Regions from separate parts of the Mus musculus genome. Here all the other regions are linked to region 3. The links are chromatin contacts, called in public promoter capture Hi-C maps. All regions are on one chromosome and are shown on one strand. Each heading gives the region's core, a stretch centred on a gene start, on an enhancer-like site or on the middle of the called end of the contact. The rest is flanking DNA. Distances are from core to core; before and after follow the strand shown. Region 1 holds the start of Spdl1 (spindle apparatus coiled-coil protein 1). Region 2 holds the start of Mgat1 (mannoside acetylglucosaminyltransferase 1). Region 3 holds the start of Mat2b (methionine adenosyltransferase II, beta).

What was found. Promoter capture Hi-C pulls out the DNA fragments that hold promoters and counts their contacts.
Region 1: a contact with region 3 is called in a promoter capture Hi-C map of pre-B cells. The contact joins the promoter of Spdl1 here to the promoter of Mat2b in region 3. A contact is called at or near these places in 1 of 39 promoter capture datasets (pre-B cells) and 1 of 484 Hi-C or Micro-C datasets (large pre-B cells).
Region 2: a contact with region 3 is called in a promoter capture Hi-C map of pre-B cells. The contact joins the promoter of Mgat1 here to the promoter of Mat2b in region 3. A contact is called at or near these places in 3 of 39 promoter capture datasets (cranial neural crest, liver and pre-B cells) and 2 of 484 Hi-C or Micro-C datasets (adipose-derived mesenchymal stem cells and uterus).

Annotation. Positions count from the first base shown.
Region 1 is chr11:34,831,597-34,835,060 of GRCm38.p6, forward strand. It overlaps Spdl1 (spindle apparatus coiled-coil protein 1), which reads right to left and starts at 2,045. Exons shown (of 12, transcript NM_027411.2): 1 at 1,892-2,045.
Region 2 is chr11:49,249,054-49,252,384 of GRCm38.p6, forward strand. It overlaps Mgat1 (mannoside acetylglucosaminyltransferase 1), which reads left to right and starts at 1,499. Exons shown (of 3, transcript NM_001110150.1): 1 at 1,499-1,602; 2 at 2,497-2,621.
Region 3 is chr11:40,690,894-40,694,668 of GRCm38.p6, forward strand. It overlaps Mat2b (methionine adenosyltransferase II, beta), which reads right to left and starts at 1,789. Exons shown (of 7, transcript NM_134017.2): 1 at 1,585-1,789. The coding sequence starts at 1,647.

The DNA of each region.
Region 1 (3,464 bases), core at 795-3,294, 5.9 Mb before region 3:
GGATAGGTTTGAGAGCCAGGCAGTGGTGGTGCACGCCTTTAATCCCAGCACTTGGGAGGCAGAGGCAGGTGGATTTCTGAGTTCAAGGCCAGCCTGGTCTACAGAGTGAGTTCCAGGACAGACAGGACTACACAGAGAAACCCTGTCTCAGAAAATCAAAACAAAACAAAACAAAATAGGATAGGTTTGAGAGAAAATAGTAGGCGATACACAGATGTGGCTAAATGACATAAAAATCAAAGTGGAGCTCCAAAGCCTAGTGTGCTAATCACTTTTCACCACAACTTCTCAAAAACCCAACCCGTATAAGGCATTTAAGTGTCAGCAAGTTCTGTGGATGAGCTAGCTATCTGAGCTCAAAGCTCACTTCCACATCCAACTGGCTACATCAATGTGAAAAAGTTTTGTGAGCATCTTGCTTCATCTATCTTAGAGATTCTATAAGATAAAAAGAGTAAAAGGAAACAAACAAACAAACAAAAACAAAAAAGCCGGGAGGTGGTGGCACACACCTTTAATCCCAGCACTCGGGAGGCAGAGGCAGGCAGATATCTGAGTTCGAGGCCAGCCTGGTCTACAAAGTGAGTTCCAGGACAGCCAGGGCTATTCAGAAAAACCTTGTCTCGAAAAACAAACAAAACAAAACAAAAACAAAAACAAAAAGAGTAAAAGGCATCTAACTAGATTAAGAACACATGAATTCTTACTAGGCATCAACAGAAATACCATGCCAGCCAAACGGATTTTAAACTTTTTTTTGGGGGGTGGGGGTAGTTACATTTTCACAAATAAGTACAAGTGAAAACATTTAACCCAAACATCCAAAATGTTACCACTGCAATCTGTAATCATTGAATAGATAAATAAACAAACCCAAGCAAAACTTTCAAGCCCAAAGTTCTCCTGCCTATAGGAGGCTCAGGGATAAAGATGGAGCAGAACCACTGAATGGCACAACTTGAAACCCATCCCATGAGAGAGAGCCAACCCCTGACACTATTAACGACCCCGTGCTATGTTTGCAGCCCTAACATAACTGTGTCTTGAGAGGCTTAACCCAGCAGCAGATGGAAGCAGAAGCAAAGGCCCATCAGGCATCAGGCAGGGCTCTGGGAGTCTCGTGAGGAAGAGTAGGGGATAGAATTGAGCAAGCTGAAGGGGTCAAGGCCACCACAGGAAGACATGCAAGTCAATCAACCTGGACCCATGGGGGCTCACTGAGGCTGAACCACCAACTAAGGAGGATGCAGGGGCTGGACCTAGGCCCCCTACGTATGTGTAGCAGATATGCAGCTTGGTCTTCCTGCAGGTCCCCTAACAATTGAAGCAGGGCTGTCTCTGACTCTGCTGCCTGCCATTGTACCCCTTACCCTACCTGGACCGCCTGGTTGGAACATGCTTATTTAACTCCGCTGGGATTTGATGTCCCAGGATGAGGTGGTACTGGGGGGGGGGGGGGACACGACTCCCCTTCTCTGAGAAAAGAGGGAGGGGTAGTAGTGGGGATAGGGATTGGGGGGCGGGACTGGGAGGAAAGTGGGGAGGGGGCTGCGATTGGGATATAATGTGAATAAAAGAAAAACAACAAAAAAAGTAAATAAGTAAAACATAAGCGAATGAGATGTTACAATGAGACTCCGTCCTGTGTGTCTGCTACATAATTGTAAGTTAATTCAGACTGCACCACTGGCTAAGGGTACTGGAGAATTCAAGACTCGGAGGTCCCAGACCACCCAGCACCGTATTTATCCTTCTGCAGTCAAACCCGCAGCGAAGCGGTCCGACCGAAGACTACACCGACCCGGAAGGCGGCTCCAGAGAACTCAGGTTCCTGAGAACAGGCGTTCCTCCCACCTCCTCCCGGTTCACCCTTCCCGACGCTCGCCCTTACCTCTCTCCTCACGCTTCCTGGCTGCTGCAACCGGAGGCCTGTCCGGAGAGCACTGGACTCCCAGATTCGTGACACTAACTCCACCTCAGCACAGAAATAACTCCCTCTTCACTCGGCAGCAGCACTGCTAAGTAAGCGCCGGGGATTTTTGAATACGGTTCCCGCGAGAACTCACGTTTCTCACGAGATGTCTTGTCCAATCCGCGCCTCCGGGGCAAACGAGTGGGGCGCCTTGCAGAGACTGCGCATGTGCATGCTCCGCGACTTGGGCTTTTGGGCGTTCCTGCTGCTTCGTTTTCTTAGAAGTGTCTGCTTTTAGTGAAGTGTGTTTCTCTGGTTTATTTATTTGTTGTCGTCTTTACCAACGCCAGTGTCGCCGGGTCGGAAGGTATTGTCAGCCCCTCGCTGGCCCGCCTGCAGTCGCCTTTAGGAGCTAAGGCGTTGAGTCTCACCAGGGCCAGCACAGTGCCACCTTCCACTGGGCTCGCCCCAGTTAGGACTGCGAACCACCCTGCCAGCCCTTGCACTTTGCGCAGAGGAAATTAAAGTCTCCTCCAAAGAAAACCTAAGTAATTCAAAATCACCGCAATAGGACTGCTATTGAGACGAACCCAGCTGGTTTTGCAGTACAGCTCGAGGGCATGCGTGTCTAAATAGAAATTCCTTGTAAACTTGCTTATTCTTTACACTTTTAAGCAATGGGAAATCTGGAGAGCTCTAGTAACTGGCACCTGGCATCATATCTTTTTTATCTATGGGCTTGGCTCTATGTCTTTTATCGTGGTTTACTGTGTTGAATCTTTGCCCTCTGTAGATGAAGGTGCCGAAGTGACACATTCCAAAAGTGAATCGGAAACTCCAGTCAGTAACATTCCCGTTTTGTTTTTCTTTATATAACAAAACGTCTGAGAAGGTTTTCACTATTCAGTTTCATCATCATCGTTATTATTTAGCTTTTTGAGACAGGGTCTCTATGTAGCCCTGACTGTCTTGGAACTCTCCCTGCAGACCGGACAAGCGATGAACTCACAGAGATCCTCCAGCCTCTGCCTCGGGAGTGCTGGGATTAGTTTGTTATATTGTACAGTAAATTGTCTCTTGACAAGATCACCAGCGTTTCTTTTTGTTTTTGTTTGTTTTATCATGAGGCCAATCCTGCACTGTACCCCAGTGATTTTTTACCTTCAGTGTCCAGTAGTCAGTGTTTATTTTTCCCCTTTCCTGCATTGCCTCCATTGAGTTTTAATATCTTGATGCTCCACACCCTTTGACTTTCTCACTTCATTTTCATTTGTAGACCGTTATTTCTGATGGAGCTAGACCAGACTTTAAAGGACTGAACTGTTTTAAGATAAACAACAATGATCCATCAAGCAGATATAATCACCACTGAGTTCTTCATTAAATGAAGCAAATTCCATTTCTTCTATCATTCTCAGATTCTTCAACTCAGGAGTCAGGAAGATAACCTCTATCGTTGGCCAGTCATGACTAGTTAATACCTGTAACTAAAATCTTTATGAATTCCTTGTTTTGTTCTTTGATTCAGAGAGAACATATTAAATCACATACT
Region 2 (3,331 bases), core at 249-2,748, 8.6 Mb after region 3:
ACACCCAAAGCCTCAGACTTCTCTCTGCTGAGCTCTGCAGAGATGCGGGAGAGTGTACAGAGAGGCCAAGAAAACAGGCTTGGACGGAAGGGCAGCTTCCTAGTGTCTCCTGACAACTTTGTTTTACTTCCTCACCTGCCCACAAGGGCCCTTAAGGTACTCCCACTTTCTGCATAATTCCTGGTGTCTGGTACGAACAAGTTAGTGAGTAACACTCAGTAAGCACAGACCTAAAAGTCCCGGTTACCTTGGGGACTCTGGAACAGTAGTGATGAAGTCTGTAGGTAGGAGGGTCTGTCTGAGGTTGAGTATATCTAGTAATCAACTGGCAGTGCCTCTGCTCCCCTCATGGGTGAAAGATCCAAGGGTGGTTGGAGCCAAGGCTTATGCAGAGGGCCAGGCACAGCAGGATGTGGGAGCCAGTGGGGGCTGTGGTACCATGGTGAGTGGACAGTAGGGATTCCCAGACATCTCTGATTCCAAAATGGTCCTGTCAGTGAGATGTGGCTTACTGTGAGTTGCTAATAATGCACGGCTCAGATCTCAGAAATAGTTTGTGCTCCGGGGCCACTGCTGACATCTAAATCAGACCCTGAAACTCCTGGTTGTCATCTTTCCTCCCCCACTCAGGCTGCTTGAGGCTCTGATTGAGGTACTTACCAAGTACTCTGTTCAGTTGGGTCCTGATGAGTCTCCCTGCCCCTCCCATGTTTCTTTTGCTTTAAAAAAATACCAAGGAATACAGATCCAGGGGTTTCCTTCCCCCTCCCATTCATTTTTAGGGTTACTCCAAAAGCCTGTGATTGATTCTTTCCTTCCTCAGGACTTAGGTTCAGTGTACAGGCCTGACTTTGGTTTCCCCGCCCATAAAGGGGCACACACACACACACACACACACACACACACACACACACAAGACAGAACTGAAACGGCGGCAGGCTGGCTCTTACCCACCTTGGGCAGCAGGTGTTTCCTCCCTATCTTCCCTTTTGAAACCGAATACTTGTTGCTTGCACACCCTCACCCCTCTCTTGCTGTTTTTTTTTTTCAACTAATAGTCTGCAACTTCCCTCGCATAGAGGAATGGTTCCCAGGTTCTTAGAATTGAGGTTGGTGAACGCTCTTCTTGCTGAGGAAACGCTTCTAACACCACCAAGTGCTGCACCCCTCAAAGTCGGTGAATCTCTAGATTCACTGGGCTGGACAAGGGACACTCTTGGGAAAAGTCTTTACTGGACAAGGCTCAGGGTGTGAGTGGGGTTGGCATCTACACAGGAGCTGCAACTGAGAGGGAAAGGGCCTCAAACAAACATCTCTGCTACCACTGCCTTTCGAAGTTGGGGGACTTGGGAAGACCCGTTGTTTAGATCTTGACCGGTGATCAGGAAGTCAGCAGTAGAGGAAGGCCCTGGAAGGAGGGGCCAGCGCGGACTCGCCCGTGGCAGGGCGGGGACCAACAGAGGGGCCTAGGGGCTGGGGAGCGCCGCCCCGCCCTCCCGGGGAAGGACCACATTGCCGGCTAGCAGGAAGGCCAACCAGACCGGACGAGGCCGCTCCAGCGCTGGGTGTTGCCGGTCCGGGGCGAGCCTGGTTCCAGGCGGGGTGAGTTGAGAGGATCCGGTGAGCTGGGCCGGGGGACGCCAGCGTCCTCAGTCCTGGGGCTTGTCCCAGGAGGACAAGGACCCCGGAGGAGAGAGGCCGCGCAGCCAGGGGAGTCGGGTCTGAGTCCCGAGTGTGCTCCAAAGCCAGGGCGGTGAGAGTGGCGGGCCCGCCCGGGGCCGCGCAGCGCGCAGTCTCCCCCACGCGGGGAAGTGGGAACTTAACGCACAGCTACAGGATTCCTGGCCTTCAGCTGCTAGAGGGAGGGTGGCTTCTCCAGGAGGAGCTGTTGTGAAACTCGGCAGGAGGGCACCTTGGGTGCGGGGCAGGGCAGGGCAGGGCAGGGGAGAGATGGGGTCGCCCTGAAGAAGTGGGAGACTGGAGTGGAAAGTGGACTTTATGCAAGCCTCACCCCAGCGTCCAGGCTTCATAAGTTACTAGGGCTGGCTTTTGCTCAGCCACAAGGAAAATTTGACTCAATGTTGAAATATGTGATTTGGCAAGAAAACTTTTTTTCCTAGCCTCCTTTCTAGTATGTTTGGAACAGGGGGCTCCCAAGAGGTGCAGAGCCCCCCCATTGTTCAAAATGTGGTTCAGAGGGACTGTGGCCCACCCATTCGAGTCTCCATGGAAGAGTGGCCTTCTGGTGAAGCTTCTTTTTCTTTAACCTTGGCTACTGTAAGGCTCTCGTGCTTGAGAATATTGCTGGCCAGCTTGATTGCCTGTCATTAGTACTATTTAGACTAGAGCGTCCTTGATTCTGGGGTCTTCCCGTTTCCAGTCACTAGTCCTTGACTTTTTAGCATGGAGATCACCAGTAATGGCAACATTACATCCCACTTCTGTTTCTCAGAAGGCTGTATTACAGTGTGTTCAAACTCCATGTCATTGCAACAGGTTAAACTCACTTTCTGCTTCGGACGTCAAGGTATTGCCATTCTAATCCAGACATCAAGGGCGGTGGAGAAGACAAAAGTCGGTTGTCTGTTTACAGAAGAGGAACTGAGGCAGTGGTTCTTCAGGTAACGGCTTCAGGGCTGTCTGTCTGGTGCCAGGCTATAGCAGCATTGTGTTTCCCTTTGACCTGTTCCCAGGTGAATAGCCTGTATCCCTCCTAGGTCTTACCCTCTATACTCTTGAATTATTTAGCATATCTACTCGGACTTCTTTTCAGTTCTTCTTCCCCTCTGAAATTATGGAGCCTGGTACATCATACAGAGTCTAACAAGAAAGTAATTCACTTAGAGAGCCGTTATCTGTGATGGACACTATGTGCTCTGTACTTGTTTAAGCTGTGCTTGCTATCATACTGGCAAAGCAGAAACAGGAGGGACAGTTCATCAACGGTTCTTCCATTTCGAGACTTAGTTGTAAGGCTAGAGTAATGGTTGCTCTACTGCTCCTGGCTGGAAGTTGACTATTTGCTGTTTGCTTGTTGCCTAAGAAACAGCCTCTGACAGAGAGGGGCAAGCATGGAATCCAGAGTGTTAGAAGCTAGATGTGCTAGTGCACGCTTGTAATATCAGAACTCTGCAGGCTGAGGCAGGAGGAGCATCAGGTGTAGTAGGCAAGCTTGCACTATGTGCACCGTCTTAGAAAGGAGCCTGCTCTTATGCGCTCCTTCAGATTAGAATGTGAGAAGGCCCCAGAGGGACTGGCAAGACTTGCCAGAGCCACCTGGCAGCTGGCAGAACCTTCAGTATGCCGAGACTCAGGTCTCACCCCACCATGG
Region 3 (3,775 bases), core at 539-3,038:
GCTACTGTACCATTTTTTTTTTTAATGAAAAAGGTTGCTGGGTGTGGTGGCATCATCAATCCCAGCCCACTGGAGGTGGAGCCACGCAGATCTCCGGGGATTTGAGGACAGCCATGAATACACAGTGAGACTGTTTAAAACAAACAAACAAATGCAACAACAGAAAGAAAAAACAAACAAACAAACAAAAAACCACCCTAAAAAGCAATCACATCTCCTCACCACTACAAACTTCCTGAGTACTGAGATTACAGACATGAGTTAGCACACTCAGTTTACCACTCTCTACTTTTCTTTTACTGAACTGGGGAAATGCATTAAGCCTACACGAATACATGCTCATACGCACACACCTTTGGTCACATGCCGTCACCAGTCTGGAACTGCAAATACATTCGAACTTTGGCTAAGGCCCAGCCATTTGGAGATAATATTGAATGTGCATCACGCAAATGTAAAAATTTCCCATTATCAACTGGTTGTGGTGGCTCAGATCTTCAATCCCAGCACTCCTCGAGGCAGAAGCATCTGAGTCCAAGGCCAGCCTGGACAACACATACTGAGTTCTAGTTTGGGTTTCTATTGCTGTGTGAAAACATCAAAGCATTGTTTGGCAGGAGGTACTTAGCTTACCATTTCCACATCACTGTTCGCCCCTGAAGGAAGTTAGGACAAGACCCTGGAGGCAGGAGCTCACACAGGCCTTGTGAAAACTGCTTAATTCCTCAGCCAGCTTTCCTAAACAACTCAGGACTATAACAGCCCAGGGGCTCCGTCCTCCCAAGTCAATCGCCAATTAAGAAAAGGCGCTACAGGTTCACCTAATAATAGCCTAATCTTATGGCGGTATACTCTTAACAAGAATCCCTCATCTCAATAGGGACTCCCTTATCTCTAGTAACTCTAGCAAGCACAGGACCCTCCCCCAAATTAAAAGTTTGCATTAAAAAAAAAAAAAAAACTGGCCACATCCTAGGCGTTTTTATATCAGCAAGACACATTAGTTCATCGACTGTGCTGGATACATTCTGTAGGTCAGTAAGTACTTAACGGGCTTGAAACACGGGACCGTGGACCAGACTTGGAAACATGCTGGGGGAAGTTTACCAGACATGCAATTTCTTTCAGCAGTCTTCCACCACGCAAAATACAGCGGTTCAGAAAACGTAGAAGCTAAAAGCCCAACACTGGAATTCCTGCTCAAACCTTCCTGAATAAACTCGAGGCGGTGCCCGTCTGCCTACCAGGGAGCCTGAGCGTTCACAGCACCGCACAGTCGGAAATCCTGACAGCCTTAAAAGTGCCTCAAGGAACCCGCCCCGTGCAAACTATGAATTCACCAAGTTGACCCCGCCGACACCGCCATTTATGGAAAGTCACTCTCCCCCTGTCCTTAAAGATCCAGGAACACAAAACAAAGATGATGACTACTGAAACGGGAGCCAGCCCGCGGGAGGCGGCGGGAGGCACCGGGAGTCTCCACCTCCGCGCTCCCCGGGCTGCAGCGGGCGTGAGCGCAGCCCTACAGGGAGAGAGGTAAACAAACTCAAAGGCGCCACCCCGGCTCCATGCCCCGAAGCTCACCTCCACCAGCTGGCAGCAGCCGGGGACGAAGTGGATGGAGAGCTCCTTCTCCCGGCCCACCATGCCCGCAGTCTTTGCGCCGCTTCAGTCGCGACCGCAAGCTCCACTAGCGCAGCACTGCCAGGGGCCGCAGCGCCCGCGCCCTTGGCCCTCCTCCCCTAGGCCCAGGCCGACCCCGGCTGCCGCTTCCGGCTTCCGCCGCCCTGGCCGCGCCTGTTGATTGGCCGCCTCTCGCCACGCGTTCAAAAAGGGGCGGAACCTCAAGGGACGCTGTCAGCCCATGTGCCAGTTCTTAAGGAGATAGAGCGTTAGAACGCAGGCACTGGTGCCAAGCGATGGATGCAGGCTTCCTTGGGTTTAAGAGTGTTGGCTTTTTTGTTTGTTTTTTTAAAATCTCTCCTACTTATTCCTTCTTAGTGAAGGGTAAGGAATCGATTCGCCTAGGTTTGCAGACTGCGAAATGCCTAGGAGTCAACCAAGCATGTATTATAGAAAATAGACTAAAACATCTGTAAAGTTAGGAGGCAAGAAGGTAAGGGTTGTCCCGTGAACACAGAGCTAAGGCTGGACTGAGTTGGTTTTAGGCAGTCCGAACCTCAGGCTGGCCTTGGGCTCAGAGAAAGACCTGCAATTTCTGATCCTCTCTAGTTTCCTTGTCCAAAGGCATCAAAGGGTTACAGGAGTGAACAACCAACCTAGGCAAGGTGCGGTTCGTCCTTTAAGGCAAGAAGAAAGAATAAAAATAGGACTGTGCTCAGAGTCATTAACATCCCTGAAAGCTATGTTTTTCTGGAATGCTAAAAAAAAAATGCTGTGAAGTTTGAAAACTGTTTATTTTTAGCTAATTAAAAATAAAAAGGTGTGGGAGAGAATGTTACTTTCTAAAAGGCAGGTTCTTCGTATTTCCCCCCCCGCAGAACCACAGGAGAAACTCAACTGTGCTAACAAGCCCAGTCAACTTTTAAGTAGATTTAACAGGCGTCCTGGCTGCCCTTTGGAGGCTTCACTTAGGGGACGACGACGCCCGGGGCTGCTGGAGCCAAGCCAAGGAGGAGCTGCTAAGACTTAAAATGAGGGAGCCAAGGAAGGGCGGAATGCCAGGCGCTCCTTCCAGCCCTGTGTGGTTGTTCAAAAGTTAATCAGAAACAACAGCTCGCAGGGTCTGACTCAGCTCTCAACTGTAACCTGCAGGTTACAAGCTCCGAAGCACAGCAACAGGCAAGCCAGTGAAATTTACCCTGAAAAAAAGCCCGGGCACACTTTTTCTCCGCCCACTCTCTACCCAACAATCTATTCCCATCCAGACACCCACGATAAGGGATTTCAAAACTCGCCCCAAAACGTGACCACTGCCTGAATTACCCCCAAAGGCCTCATTTTCAGAATCCTTTTGGTTTATTTTTAGACTAAGGATTAAGCTGCCCCTTGGGAAAAGTTTTCCTCAGTCAGGTGATAGTTTTTCTCCCACCCCCCCACCCCACCCCCCCCCACTAAAGAATTTATTCCCTCACTCTTTGGAAGAGCAAACAAAGGCAGCCTAAGGCTCCCTACTTTTCGAATTTTTTTTTTATAATCCGGGTCTTATGGTTATTAAAAGGGCTAGCTATCCCAACACTAAATTATAATAATAATTAGAAGTCCGAGGGAGGGACAAATCCAAGATCCCTCATCCTAATTAAAAGTGAGAATATTTCAAGTTTCTGGTTGATGTGTGTGTAGTTTGCTTCCTAGAGGGGATCATAAAATGTACTCAATAGGAAGACTCAAAATTTTCCACAATTAGTGTGATTCTCAGAGCAACCTTGTGAAGAGAGTGAGAAAATGTTTGCTTGCCTATATATAAGAGTACGGTTTGACACAAGTCAGGCAAAAGTTGGGTATAGCTTATTTAATAAGAAAAGGCTCTGTTTACAGCCAATGTCTGACTTCCGATGGGGGTTGGGGAGTCACGTCTCAAAGAGTGCAAACTGGAACTGAAAGTCCCATTAGCAGATTCAAGCTCCACAAGACAAAAGACAAAAGACAAAAAACCTGGGCATGCACCACGGGTTAAATCTTGCACTACACAGAGCCTTCACTACAGTTGCACTCAATGTGGAGAATGAAATTATCGTTCTGCTTCACGTCTTATTTATTAAACTGGGCTTGATTTCCTGGGTCAGAAACCCTAGATAGTTTATTCTGTGTACCA